Regions from separate parts of the Gossypium hirsutum genome. Here region 2 is linked to region 1. The links are chromatin contacts, called in public Hi-C maps. All regions are on one chromosome and are shown on one strand. Each heading gives the region's core, a stretch centred on a gene start, on an enhancer-like site or on the middle of the called end of the contact. The rest is flanking DNA. Distances are from core to core; before and after follow the strand shown. Region 1 overlaps LOC107926697 (a long non-coding RNA gene). Region 2 holds the start of LOC107926686 (quinolinate synthase, chloroplastic).

Region 1 (7,577 bases), core at 1,784-4,283:
ATCAACTGAACTTTTCATGAATCTATCAGGTCGAAAGTCATGAGGGTTTTCCCAATATTTCGGATCAGTTCCAATTGATTTCGCATTGATGATAACCCTTGTTTTGGCCGGGATCTCGTAATCTTCGACAACACAGTCCTTAATTGTTTCTCGGGGGACCAATAGAGGAGCTGGTGGGTGGAGCCTAAGTGTCTCTTTTATGACTGAGTGTAAGTAATTTAGTTTGGGAATGTCACTTTCTTCAATTTTGTCTCTTCCATTGCCAACTTTTCGTACCTCATATTTCACCTTCTCCATTGATGGCGGATTTCTTATCAGTTCAGTGAAGGTCCAAACTAGAGCTGAAGCTGTCGTATCAGTCCCCGCTATGAACATGTCCTGAAATCATTTCAACTCAATGATAAACATATACTATTGCCAAAGTTCTTCACAAGTATAATACCTATATTACGACACATGTACGATTTGGGTGAAAAATAAAATTATGTAACAAATATATATATGGAAAAAACTAACATAAATAACAAATGTGGCTTTGGGATTTTGGTTGAATCATAAAGTACAAATATTAAATTTAACATAGAGGCTTGAGCTCAAATCCTATTATGTATATATTTATTCTATATAAAAGATATGAAATGATAAAAAACATAATCAAAATAATATTATTTTATTTTTAAAATAAAAATATTTTTATTATTACCCAATTAAATTGACATTAAATTAACTTATGATACTAAGCTTAATATATAATACGGATATAAAATATATCTTAAAATTCCAATAATATATATCTATATATAACATTGTCATATATTTCAGACCTCTTCGTAAGTATACATTTTAGATACATGTATGAAACCACGATAGGGTCTTTGAAATATATGAAAATGATGTTAATATTATATATCTAATCTCAGCTTCAAAAATATTGAGTTTAAATTTTATTTATATTTATAGATGATTAGCTCATGTCTACTTTTTCAAAACACATGTGATTTTAATAAAATATATTAAATATATAAAACTTATTTTACTTTCTAATATACAATTATATTATATATTTAGTATTTGTTACTTTGTATATAAAAGGTGGTGGTCAAATAAATCATTAAAAATTCATAAAAAAGTTAAAAGTTAGAGAAAATGTTTTAACCAGTATGCGGGTCAATCGATCTAATATTTAATCAAGCTGGTACTCAATCAACTTTCGATCCAACCGCACAATCTAATATTGTTTAAACAAAATTAAAAAAAGAATAATTTAATAATATAGTTGGTGCCCCGATAAAAACACTCTCGTATTAATATTACTACTTTCCATATTAGAGAATATTTTAATAATATCCCAACCAATTTGGTGTCTTAGTTAGGAGAAAGGGATTGTATGAAACTGTGATTTCACGTCATTCTTATCTCTTTCCAATAGGAAAATGACAAATCAGATTTTTTTTTCTTTATTTTCAATTTTTTTTCTTTTGACAAAATTCAAATTCAACTAAAAATGCTTATATAACCCTTTTAAAATTTTAAACATCACAAGTTAATATAATAGTAAAATCACATTTTGGTGTCTTAATTTTTTTTGTGAGCCCTGAAACAATTTCTTGACTTTGCCTTTCGATACTATAGATCATATGTGTATTTGTGTGAATCCTAAGTTATGATTTATTAACCAGGTATTTATCTACTCTAAAATTAACTTGAGTTTAAATCATCTTTGTGTATATAAATAAATAAATGCCATATATAATGAATTTTGGCAACAAGCATGTTATATAGCATACCGAGAGGACACCCTTGATTTGCTGATTGTCAAGAGTGATAAGTTGACGTGCATCCTTTTGCAACCGAAGAAGAACATCAACAATGTCTTCATGGTTAGCTTTAGTTCTTGTCGGAGCAACATGGTCGGCAATTACTTCATCGTACAACTTGTCAAGTTCTTTGAAGTTCTTTTCAACTCTTGTTTCCATACCATTCAACTTATTCACCCACCACATCCATGGAAAGTAATCTGACACAACAAATTCTCCCACCAGATGCTGAATATCATGCAACACCCTGTCGAATCTGTTCGTACCATCGTCACCTCCGCCGCCGTATTTTTTACCAAATGTAACGCGACATACAACGTCGTTCGACAACAAAAGTGATAGTTTTTTAAGATTTACTGGGGCTGATGACGAGGAAGCTATATCAATATGATTCACCATTGCTGCAACTTCTTCTTCTCTTATAGTTCGAAACGATTGGACCCTCTTTGAACTAAGAAGTTCCGTTATTGCTATCTTCCTCATTTCCCTCCATAATTCACCATAAGGAGCGAAAGTTATACTGTTATATTCATAACTTAGCTTCTTCGCAACGTATAAATTAGTAGGTCTACCAGAGAAGGCGAGATCATGGCCGCCGCCGGGGCCTTTGAAGATCGCCATTGCAGCATCTGCGGAAGAGAATGGCACCGAGTTGCAGAAACATCATCGGCCCATATTGTTGGGAGAGTCTTTGAATGGATTTATGGGATGAGTCACCGAGTTGGTGTAGGTTGCCTATAATAGGGAGCTTCCATGGACCAGGAGGAAGCCTTCTTGTTCGAGCTTTGTACTTAAACACCAATATTAGTGTGAAAGCAATGAATGAAAGCGTTTGGATAAACTGAAAATCCATGGAGTAAGATTTCTTAACAATGGGTTTTGGAGTTTGGCACGAAAAGGAATGGAATTTAAAGGATGGAGATGATATTGACATTGGTTTGGAGTAGAACATGTATTTAAAATGTTAGAAAATTGGCACTATGTTCGTGACCGTCGAATAATCAGCGGTGGTAAATAGCAAATTGGAAATGTAGAACCAATCAATTTGTGCAGTTCATAAACTAGTGGGCACAAACCAATACCGATATGATGGAAATTGAGATATTTTTAAACCGGTGTCAATATCATGAAAATTGAGATAATAAAACACAAAATTTCAAATCAAGTTGGAAGTTTGATTCAAAGACTCTCCGGATAACTTAAAACGAGATGATGTGATGTTTTGGAAAGCATGAAGATATTTTTACAATGTAGGGTAGAGATCCTTCCATCTTTGGATCATAATGTCTATTGACTTTTTTTTTTGGTCGGAGGGGGGTAAAATCTTTTTTTTTTTTTAAATCAGATAGTAATGTTGATAAAATCTATTACAACTCAATTGAAGACCCAAACTACTCTCATCCTGTGGAGACTCTTTATATCTCATTAGATGCTCACGAATATGGATATGGATACGGAGACTAGTAGTTCTCCTTGCATGAAACAGCCAACGATGGGGAATTCATTTGAACATTCCAATGATCCCCGATTGATACATGGAGGAAAGAAACGATGGTGTTTGAACAAAACCTTGGAATGGGATTCCGCATTCAGATGAGCCTGTTGGACAGGCAACTCAAGTTAATGATCTTATTTATCAACCAAAGCCATTCTTGGATTTATAGAGGAGTGGGAAATAATAAATTCCTTCAAGTCTATAAGGAAATGTTGCCAATATTAACCCAAATATGCTTTGTTTGCTGGAAAAGAAAGCTGCATTGGGCACTTGAAGAAACTTGGACAGAAAAAATGTGTGTAGATAGAAGTTTTGGGTACCTACACAACGGTTTAGAGGTGGGTTAGTTCTTCTTCGAAAAAAAAAAGTTTGATTGATATTGTTATCAATAAATTGACTAATCAAGTAATACCTATTACTCGGTCCGATTTGCATGTGGATAAGAGATGTCACAAAGACACTTTTTCACTATTACAAAATTTCTTTTTAGCAAGCTATTATTTCAATACTAGTTATAATTAGGTAAATCAATTTTCAACAATTAGAAGACATGAGATACATTTTAAAATTAATTTGAATAATTTTTGAGGTGTTTGGACAAGCTCAAAACATAAAATGGCTCTAAAAGTTTAAAACAATCGAAAATACAAGTTATACATGTGCAATAAAGTCAGTTTTGAGACTTGAACAGAAAATCTCATGACTTGGAGGGAAAGCCTCAATACTTAGCTCCTAAGTCTCGTGACTTGATGCAAAGGACCTAAAAATTAGTTCAAAAACACTTCAAATTATCTTCAAACAACATAAAAACATGCTACCAAGTTCCAAATCACTTAAAAACTTTATCGAAGTACATTTAAACTCACATTCATCTCATAAATATGTTTAAACCATATCAAAGGCCAAAACTTAAATTGGAATCAATGTAAAGTTTCATAAACGTTACAAAACAATATTAAGCTTGCAATTTTAAGATTGGACGCACTTAACCAATGTATAGGCTGTTACAAATTGTTGAGTCCAAATTGATATTTGAAGGCAAAATCAAGTAGTCCCAAAAGTAGTATTTAGAGCGGTTCCAATTGCTTCAAGCACTAGTAATTAGTTATAGTTACTGATGTAGTGCTTGACAACCAATCTGTCCTTACATTAACTTTATGTTACTGATAACATTACAATTGAGAGAGACCGAATTCTAACCAACAAACACATGCAAGGGAGATTTATTTAAGTTAGATCACATGCTCATACAACATAGAATGCATATCTGCATTATTTAACTATGTTGTTCGTTACAATTATTGGAATAAATTAAAATATTACAGATTTAACAATTCCAATTGACAAGAAAAATATTCTAAGCAATTGAACATGAATCTAATATTCAACAAACCTAAATATTTGTAATTAAATCATAAGATATGTAAATACTAAAGAAGGGTGAAAAGATGAAAGGTAATTAGATCTCACAAATTATCTAAATCAAATTTCAAAGTTAAAATAAAGAAAACACACAAAAGAAACAAAATAATAGCTATATGGTGGCTATATCTCTAATCTCTAGCTATTAACTTAATATGTTTATTTATAGAGCAAAAATAACATAATGGAGAAAATACAAAAGTACACTTAATTAAACAAAGTAGAATTTTGGCGTATTTTCACGTCAAACTTCTAAGCCATTTTTGAACACCCGGCTTGAGTCATAAAATAAATTTAGTTAGATCTTTCAATTCCCTTCTACTTGATATATTATAGGCCACAAACAGAGTTCTATACCTCAAGTTATGACCAAAATATTAAAGCAATATTGTGTTCAAAGATTAATCTACAAAAACTTGCCAAAAGTAATCTTTAAGCTCATTTTTTCTGTAAATATTCAACTAAATCAATAATAAATAAAACATAATTATAAATAATATAATTAAAAACTTAAGTAACTTTTTTTCAATTATTCACCTAAATGAATGATAAATAAAATATAATTATAAATATATAATTAAAAACTTAAATAACATTTTTTTAATTATTTACCTAAATGAATGGTAAATAAAATATAATTATAAATAATATAACTAAAAATTTAAATAGCATATTGAAAAATAAAGAATAAAAAACTGAAAAAAAATTCTAAAGGTCTGCTACCCTAGTATGATATTGTTTGCCGCCTCTGGCATGAGTTATTAGGTCTTCTTGTTTTTGTCTAGTTTTTGTTCCTTTTTGTTTATCAGTTTGCATTCGGCGCCTTAAGCTCTTTTACTCCTACGATTTGGAGAAAATTGGTATCGTTTTCTGGCCATCAAACCTGCAATCATGGAAGCCGAATTAGCCCATTGACACATAATGAAGAAGAAGAAGAAATTTTGTAGATCTAGGTAGATCCGTGCACAGAAAGAGAATTGGGGGAGTTTCAACTAGTAGGTTGCTTCCTAACAGCCAGTATAATCCACTTTCCAGCCATGAAAAGTACTATGACAAACCTGTGGCATCCTGTTCGTGGGGTTCAAATTCGAGATCTGGGAGAAAAAAGGTATCTTTTTCAGTTCTTTCATAATATGGACATGGAAAGGGTTTTGAAAGGTTCACCATGGACTTTTAATTATCATTTATTGGTGCTTTACAAATTAAAAAGGGGGATGATCTATTAAGAGTACCATTAATTCTTACTCCTTTCTGGGTACAAATTCACGATGTCCCAAATTGGGTTGTTTTCTGAAAATTTAGCAACACAACTGGTAAATTTTATAGGGTTTTTTTAGAATATGATGGATCAAATTTGGGGAATTAAAATCGCAATTACATGAGAATAAGAGTACAGATTGATATTCGATGCCCTTTGAAAAGAAAGAAACAGGTTATGTATTGTGGGAGATGTTGGTATGTTAAATTTAAGTATGAACGTTTATCACTTTTCTATTTCAATTGTGGACGTTTGAGGCATAGCGACTCTTTTTGTGAGGCAAAAATTATGCTAGGGGTGGAAATTGCTAAAATGGGGTGGAATTTATCATTGAGAGCACAATCTTGAAGAGCTGCATCAATGAATAGCATATGGCCATGAGAAGAAGGTGCAGGAAAAAGGGAAGACAGCTGGCAGGATAATAGGATTTTGGGATGTAGATCATGGGAGGGGACAAATAAAGAAAGAAGCGGGCAATTTATTGATCCACATTTGGGATTTAACATAGAAGAGGGAACGTCATCTCTTGATGAAAGGAAGGAAAAAATTGGCTGGATAAGATGCAAACTGCCATAGAACATGATTTAGAAGATAGTATTTTAATAGGGGAGGAGGGGAAAAAGTGTAATCGGGGGGAGATGGAAGATTCGACAGGAAAGGAAGAAAGTGATAATGCAATGGCAAGGTGTAGAAGAACGGTTAATTTTAATCTTGTATAATCAGCGGCTGCCACAAGGCAAGCCGATCAGGCGCAATGAAAATCATAAGTTGGAATGTTCGTGGTTTGGGGAGTCCACGAATGATTCTTAGACTTCGGAATTTTTTGAAGTCACATCATCCCCAAATTGTCTTCTTTATGGAGACAAAGCTTTGTAAAAGACAGATGGAACGAGTACGTAGAAATTTTGGTTTTGTGAATGGTATTGAAGTTGATTTAGACGGTACGAGAGGCGGGCTGTGTTTAGCTTAGAGGAATGATGTTAATATTACACTTTATAATTTTTCTAAAAGAAATATTGATGTGGTGATTGAAGACAAAGAATAAGGAACCGATTAGAGATTTACAGGATTTTCTGGATCCCCATATGCACAAGATAGGATCGATTCATGGGCTGTTTTGAAAAGTTTGATTTCTAACATGGATATCCCTTGGTTGGTTTGCGGAGACTTTAATGAAATTATGTATGGATTTGGGAAAAAAATGAGGGCTGCCTAGAGATGAAAGAATGATGGAATTGTTTCGAAAAACTTTGGAGGAATGTTAACTAAATGACGTGGGTTTTTCTGGAAATTGGTTCACTTGGGAAAGAGGCAATCTATCAGAGACAAATATACAAGAACGATTTGATAGAGGTACTGCTAATGTAGCATGGATTACTTTGTTCTCAGCGGTGAAAGTTCAACACCTTATACACTTTTTTTCAGACCACTGGCCTCTCTTAATTAATATAAGAATGAACGAAGAACGGTTGAGGAATTGTACTTTCAAATTCGAAGCTTGGTAGGCTTTAGAGGATGCTTTCCTTACTGAAGTTAAGGTTCTATAGGAGAAGTCTTCAGGGGATCTATTACAGAAGCTAGAGAA
Region 2 (7,577 bases), core at 1,772-4,271, 99 kb after region 1:
TAGTGTGATCCTCTGTGTTGATCCGATCCTCCGTATACTTTCACGTCAATCTACAAGAGACATTGAATACACTCAAGTAAGCTTATAAAAGCTTAGTAAGTTCATAGGGATAAAACATAAATCTTACTAAATATTTATACACTTATACTATATACACAATTATTAAGTTCACCTGTCAATCACAGTCATTGGTGAGTTCCCTGTATAAACTCACTACCACTTACCCATTTCCATTAATTCTTTTGGGCCCATTTGTCATATATCATTCTTTAACCAAATTAGGAAATGGTAACGGAAAATTGAGTAATTCACTTTCACTTTGCCATAGTATAACTATGGTCTTGCATATGATCACTTATCACTTTTTAAAATCATAGTCCTGCCACGGTCTTACACTGATCACATTTATCACTTGTCACTGATCAGATAAGTGTAGCTAAAGCTACCACTTATCACTTATCACTTGTCACTGATCAGATAAGAGTAGCTAAGCTACCACTTATCATTTGTCACTTATCACTGATCAGATAAGTGTAGCTGAGGCTACCACTTATCACTTGTCACTGATCAGAAGTACTCAAATCCGACATTCCACTCAATTTGATCATTTATTCGATTTTCAGGTTGTTATTTTATTTTCTATTCATCAATAAATATATTTCATCATACATTATATATTTCATAAAATTAACATATAATCATTAAACTTCAACCATATGAACTTACCTGGGTCGATTTGTAAAATTTGTGAAAATTCAGGGACTAATCAGCTACTTTTTCTTTTCCTCGACTTGCTTCGGGTTCTCAATCTATCATTGTAAAACCATTCATTTATCAGTATTGACTTCATCTTCAACCCGCTTATAAGTAATATTATCTATAATTTAATTGTTTACTTATGTATATTCCAATGTTGTCCATCGGTGTCATAGTCACTAGATTATTTTTATCTTTAGCTACAGAACTCCAAATTAGGATCCGATAATTTTATCTGAAACTAGACTCATATATCTTCTTATCATAAAATTTTTAGAATTTTTGGTTTAGCCAATAAGTACAGTTTATTCTTTAAACTCACCCCTGTTCTGCTGTCTGACAATTCCGACCCTTCTTCACTAAAAATTAATTAACTCTTCGTACAGAATTTGGATGATGTCCATGTTTGTTTCTATTGAAAATAGACTCATTAAAGATTTTAAAAATACAAATTTAAGCCCCTAATTATTTTTCTGCAATTTTTGATGATTTTTCAAAGTCAGAACAGGGGATCCCGAAATCATTCCGACATTGTCTCACAAAATCTATTATATCTCATGATGTACAATTCCGTTGCTTACACCGTTTCTTCTATGAGAAACTAGACTCAATAAGATTTAATTTCATATTTTTTTCATCTTCTAATTCGATTTATAAAATTTATGGTGATTTTTCAAAGTTAGACTACTGCTACTGTCCAAAACTGTTTTAGTGCAAATGTTGATTTCGATTTTTGCCCCAAATTTCACAGTTCATACAATTCAGTCCTTGCTCAATTAATCCCTCAATGAAGCTAATTCTTCCCAATTAATGCTTTACCTTAACTTATAAGTTATTTCACAATTATTTAAATTCAAAATTTCCACATAAAACCCTAACTTCAAACTTTTTCACCTTTAGATCCCAAACATTCACTTTCTATTCAATTCTTTCAATAAAATCAGCATATAAACAATTTAAAACTCTAATTCCATGCTAAATCATCATATAATTCCAGCACATATTCATATCAGCTTTCAATTTCTTTCATAGAATTAAAAACTAATGAATTAAACAAGTGGACCTAGTTGTAAAAGTCATAAAAACACAAAAATTTCAAGAAATAATCTGGAATTGAACTTACTTGCAGTAAAAATATGAAAAACCAGCTTAGGAAAACCCTTCTATGGTGTTTTTGCTGATGAGAATGCAGAAAAATAATGAGAATTCTAGATAATTCCACTTTAGTCCTAGTTTATTAAGTAAATTTTTACAATATTCCAATTTTGCCCTTAATTCATCAATTTTCCTGCTGATTTCATGCACCTTGCCGTCCAGCCCAAATAGACCTGGGGTCTATTTGGCTTTTAAACCCTCTTTCTTTTATCATTTAAGCTATTTAATCATTTCCCATAATTTTACATTTGTTACAATTTAATCCTTTTTATTCAATTAACTATCGAAACTTTAAAATTTCTTGACAAAACTTTAATACTAACTTATTAACACTCCATAAATATTTATAAAAATATTTATGGGTCGTTTTAAAAATTTTCAAGCTCTCGATATCTCGTTTCCGATTCTAATTTAATTTTTTATTTCTAGTACACTATTCGTTATTTCAAAAATTTTCCTAACTTCACACTTAACTTATATTCACTAAATTATTAATATTTTCTACTCATTTTTCGGATTTAGTGATCTCGAATCACTATTCCGACACCACTGAAAATTCAGGCTATTACAGTACTTGCTTGTGCCACCATTATATCAGGCGGCACCAGCTTACTTTCCCTTGAATTATGTTTTAATCATTACCCTTAAAATGCGGCACTAAATTGAAATGTGATTATATAAAACATTGAGGGACCTAATGAAACAATTACGCTTTATGTTTAAATTTAGATAAACTTAAGGAAATTTTTTGAAGAATATATCTAGGTAATTTAAATAAAAATTTTATATAGTTTCTAGTTTTATTGTTTTTTAAAAAATAAAAATAAGAAAAATTTATTTTTGTTATTATTGTATTTTTTAAAAGTTATTTAAATTTAATTTTAAAATAACATAGACATAACATAAAAATTGCCCAAAAGTTAAAAATCATTTAATTTGGTGCCTATATTGTCCCACTATTTTTATTTCAATTCAGTACCGGTACTGCAATTAAAAAATAGGCTAATGCTGCTTGACATAATAATGATAGTACTACAAATCATTTTCATAATAAATTAATATTTTAAGGTTATTTTTATATATATATATATAAAAAACCTAGTCAATTACATCCCACGATTGAACCATTTGGCGCTTACTTGCTTTTATAGGTTAATTGGTGGCGGTGTCTGTTTCCTCTTCACCTTTTAACACACGGCTCTTCCTTCACTGCCTTGCATTACCCATCCGTCGCCATTAACACGCTTTTTCTCTTTCACCTTTACGCATTTCAAGGTCTTCTCTTTGCTCTCTCTCTCTATCTCTCTCTCTCTCATCCATGGATTTCTCTTCTTCCATGGCCATTAAACCTTCTTCTTCGAGCTGTTCATCGTTGTTTGCAATCTCTCGAGCCCAAAATTCAAGCCCCAAACCACTCCTTTTCAACTTTCATGGAATACCCAGAAACCATCAAAGCTCTTTCTTCAAGTCCCTTAAATGCATTCAATCTCCTCCTCCTGGTTCTCTTCCTTCAAACCCCAGTTCGTTATCATGCTCTGCTGTTACACTGTCACCAACCCAGACCTCCTATCTCCCACCGCGGAAGCTTTCGACCCTCGTTGCCGAATTTCAGTCCCTTCTAGAACCTCTCGATCGAGTCAAGCGTCTCCTTCACTACGCTTCTCTTCTCCCTCCTCTCCCTGCTTCATCCCGGACTGATTCGAACCGGGTTATGGGCTGTACAGCCCGAGTTTGGCTCGACGCCCAGATGGACTCCGAAGGGAACATCAGATTCTGGGCCGACAGTGATTCCGAGATTACCAAAGGGTTCTGTGCTTGCTTGGTTTCGGTTCTTGATGGGGCGGGGCCGGAAGAAGTGTTGCAGTTGAAAACAGAGGATTTAGCGGCGCTTAACGTCGGACTCCCCGGTGGTGAAAGGTCTCGTGTTAACACTTGGCATAATGTTTTAGTTAGTATGCAGAAACGAACCAGGGCTTTGGTTGCTCAAAAGGAAGGAAAGACACCATTTGAGCCATTTCCATCATTAGTGATCACTACTGAAGGTATTCAGCCAAAGGGAACCTATGCCGAGGCTCAGGTTAGTTTCTTACTGATTTTGTACCCTTTTTTATGATTTTGTTTACATGGTTGTTTAAGATCCTAAGTTTCAAATCTAGTTGAATTGCAGGCAAGGTATTTATCCCCTGACAAGTTAAAGGTGAAAGAACTTGTCCATGTTCTTAAAGAAAAGCAAATTGGTGTGGTTGCTCATTTTTATATGGACCCTGAAGTGCAAGGCATCTTAACTGAAGCTCAGAAAGAATGGCCTCACATTCATATATCTGACTCATTGGTGATGGCTGATTCAGCTGTTAAGATGGTAAAATCTGGATGTAAATTCATCACTGTTTTGGGTGTTGATTTTATGTCAGAAAATGTACGGGCAATTCTTGATAAAGCTGGCTTTGGAGAGGTATATTTTCTTTCTTTGCTTTTCATTTTGTATGGAGTATCCGTGCCTGGCTCATATTCGGACATAGGTATAAGGGTCCCCCAGGAACTTAGAAAAATTGAATATACTTGTATGTGATACTCACACCCAAGTCAAGTAAATAGAACAAAGCACTAGGATGTATACTGCGTAGTGTTATGTGCAATTGTATGGTATGAGACTTGGATTCCTTGTAGGAAAGTATTCTAGTGGGTAAGGACTAGGCTCTCCAATTCAATAGCTAGTCTTTGGGGTGTGGTTCTCCAAAGGTCCATATCAATTGGTATCAGAGTCAACCATCATGTCTCTTAGTTGCAATCGTCCCGAGGCTAGATTAAGCTAGCAAAAAGCCAGCTTGCTTGGGTGCCGAGGTTGCAGAGCGTGGTGGATTGTTATGTGCCAATTGCAAGGTATGGGACTTGGATCCCACATAGGAATGTATGAGATTTTCTGGTGGGGTTTATAAGGACCTAGGCTCTCCTACCTCAATAGCTAACTTTTGGGGTGTGGTTCTCCAAAGGTCCGTATCACATAGTATATGACGTTTTATTTATAATGTATGTATATTGTATAAGCTTATGGATGAGAGTTATTCTATAGCTTTTTAGAATCCGCAGTTGGGGTTATTCTATTCTTTTGGACATAAATTATATGTAATTTAAGGCTGTGGTATGCACTGAATTGTGTACTGTTGTTTTTCTATGGCAAATGGTGTGTTTTATCGAGCATTGAGCTGAATGTTTTTTTGTTCTCTGCTCCAAAGTACCAATGCTGTTAATGGATATGTTTTGTTTTTATAAAATGGAATTTCAGGTTGGTGTTTACAGGATGTCAAATGAACGCATTGGTTGTTCTTTGGCTGATGCTGCCGCTACTCCTGATTATATGGACTATCTTGAGTCAGCTTCTAACTCGCTTCCTTCCTTGCATGTTGTTTACATTAATACGTCGCTAGAAACAAAAGCTTATTCTCATGAGCTTGTACCTACAATCACTTGTACTTCTTCAAATGTTGTCCCAACCATTCTCCAGGTGGGTTGTGTTTCAAACGTTGTTTGTTTTTCCTCTCCTTTGTTGTTCAATGCTTTCGTTTTTGTTTTAAGGCTTCTGTTCTTAATTCACTTCTCTTGGTTTCATCAGGCTTTTGCTCAAGTTCCAGACTTGAATATATGGTATGGACCCGATTCCTACATGGGTGCGAATATTAAAGAATTGTTCCAGCAGATGACTTTGATGTCCGATGAGGAAATTGCTGAAATACACCCAAAACATAACAGAGACTCTATTAAATCATTGCTACCTCGCCTGCACTATTATGAGGTAACTTCAATGATAATGTCTTATGCATAAATAGAAACTTGGTTTTTGCATTTGGATTGTCACTAATTGTATTTATCACATTGAAAAGACCAACTTCTTTTGGTCATTTCGATTTTAAGGAATGGCATTCATTTGATTGAAATATCTTATGTGAATAGTAAATCGAGGAATTACTAAAAAAATGAATTATGAATTTATCATCTTATGAACTTCATGGAACAAAACCATATTTATTTTTCCAATGCTATCAAGCATGAACTTCATGGTAGCTCTATCTCTCTGCCTTTCATACAGTACTCCTTCCCCCAAATATACAGCAATGGATATATGATTCATTATAATATATGCAAAACGGAAGAACTATGATTGTGAGAAACATTTCTGTGGAATGCGCTTGAAGGGAGAGTGTCCATCCTTCAGCCTTGTGCATTTTGCTCGAGACACATATTCAGACATGATTATAAGAATATGACTCCAAGGATCCTCCAACTGCATGGAAAACTTAGAAAAAATTGAACATATCCGTGGTGGGAGCATACTTGTATTTGATACTCTACCACAAGTCGGAGTAGGTCAAGAAAAATATATCTTAGTTTGTTACTTTGGTTTAACCTGTTTTTCTGTCATTTCTAAATAGGATTAAATCTCATTCTGGGCCTGAATTTGGCAACTTTTCTCACTTTGGGGCCAGAACTTTTTTTTTTGTCCAAGTTAGGCTTTGAACTTGGTATTTGTTATCACATTGAGACTTGAACTTTTTTTTATCCAAGTTAGGCCCTGAATTTTGCAATTGTTCCCACATTGGGCCTAAACTTTTTTTTCCCAAGATAGTCCTTGAAAACCCTAATGTTTAGGCTCCAATGTGGGAACAATTGTCAAGTTTAGGCTCTAATATGAGAACAATTACTAAATTTAAGGACTGACTCGGACAACAAAAGTTCAAGTCTCAATGTGGGAACTGTTGCCTACTTCAGGCCCCGATGTTGGAACAATTGCCAAGTTCAAGCCTTAACTTGAAAAAAAAAGTTTAGGTCCCAACGTGGAAAAAGCTGCCAAGTTCAGGCCCCAAATGTTGATTTAACCCTTTTTACATATACATAACACTTCCGCTGTGGTCCTTGTATATCTTCCATATGTTTTATGTATATATTCAACTGCTTTGCTTTTAATAACGAACCTAACTTATTTCTACCAGAATGGAACATGTATTGTGCATCATCTTTTTGGGCATGAAGTTGTAGAGAGGATAAATGAAATGTACTGTGATGCATTTCTCACAGCACATTTTGAGGTTCCCGGAGAAATGTTCTCATTGGCAATGGAAGCCAAGAGAAGAGGAATGGGTGTTGTAGGCTCGACTCAGAACATTTTGGATTTCATAAAACAAAGGGTTCAGGAAGCACTAGACAGAAATGTCGATGACCACCTCCAATTTGTCTTGGGTACAGAATCGGGAATGGTGACTTCAATTGTTGCTGCAGTTCGCAGTTTGTTAGATTCTTCAAACTCTACTTCTAGCACAAAAATCAACGTTGAAATTGTCTTTCCGGTCTCATCAGACTCTATGACAAAAACATCTACAAGAGCATCACCTGCACTTAAATCAGTTAAAGCTGGTGATGATATTATACTCCCTGTTGTACCCGGAGTTGCAAGCGGTGAAGGATGTTCTATTCATGGTGGCTGTGCATCTTGTCCCTACATGAAGGTTAGCATTTTCGGATTTGGTTTGTTATTACGAGGAAATAGGTTAATGTTTACTTTAAGTTAAAGCTTCTCATATTTGGTTAAACTCTTTACCTGACAGATGAACTCTCTTGGCTCGCTCTTAAACGTTTGCCACCATTTACCTGATGAAAGAAACAATCTTAAAGCA

The links. Hi-C and Micro-C count contacts between places; a contact is called where the count stands out from the background.
Region 2: a Hi-C map of leaf shows a contact between it and region 1, with 2.9 times the contacts expected there. The contact joins the promoter of LOC107926686 here to the enhancer-like site in region 1. A contact is called at or near these places in 5 of 34 Hi-C or Micro-C datasets (callus and leaf).

Annotation. Positions count from the first base shown.
Region 1 is chrA07:7,367,903-7,375,479 of Gossypium_hirsutum_v2.1, forward strand. LOC107926697 (a long non-coding RNA gene) reads right to left here. Exons shown (of 4, transcript XR_001692241.2): 4 at 5,337-5,617. It also overlaps the pseudogene LOC121232071. Among protein-coding and RNA genes, the nearest start is that of LOC107926706, 7.2 kb to the left of the region's middle. Within about 2 kb of position 3,034, at least 2 of the 9 cell types and tissues checked have an H3K27ac peak or open chromatin away from gene starts, as enhancers often do. A contact at or near this core is called in leaf, where this site is marked.
Region 2 is chrA07:7,467,201-7,474,777 of Gossypium_hirsutum_v2.1, forward strand. LOC107926686 (quinolinate synthase, chloroplastic) reads left to right here and starts at 3,022. Exons shown (of 7, transcript XM_016857576.2): 1 at 3,022-3,988; 2 at 4,079-4,363; 3 at 5,195-5,413; 4 at 5,522-5,701; 5 at 6,897-7,409; 6 at 7,509-7,577. The coding sequence starts at 3,230.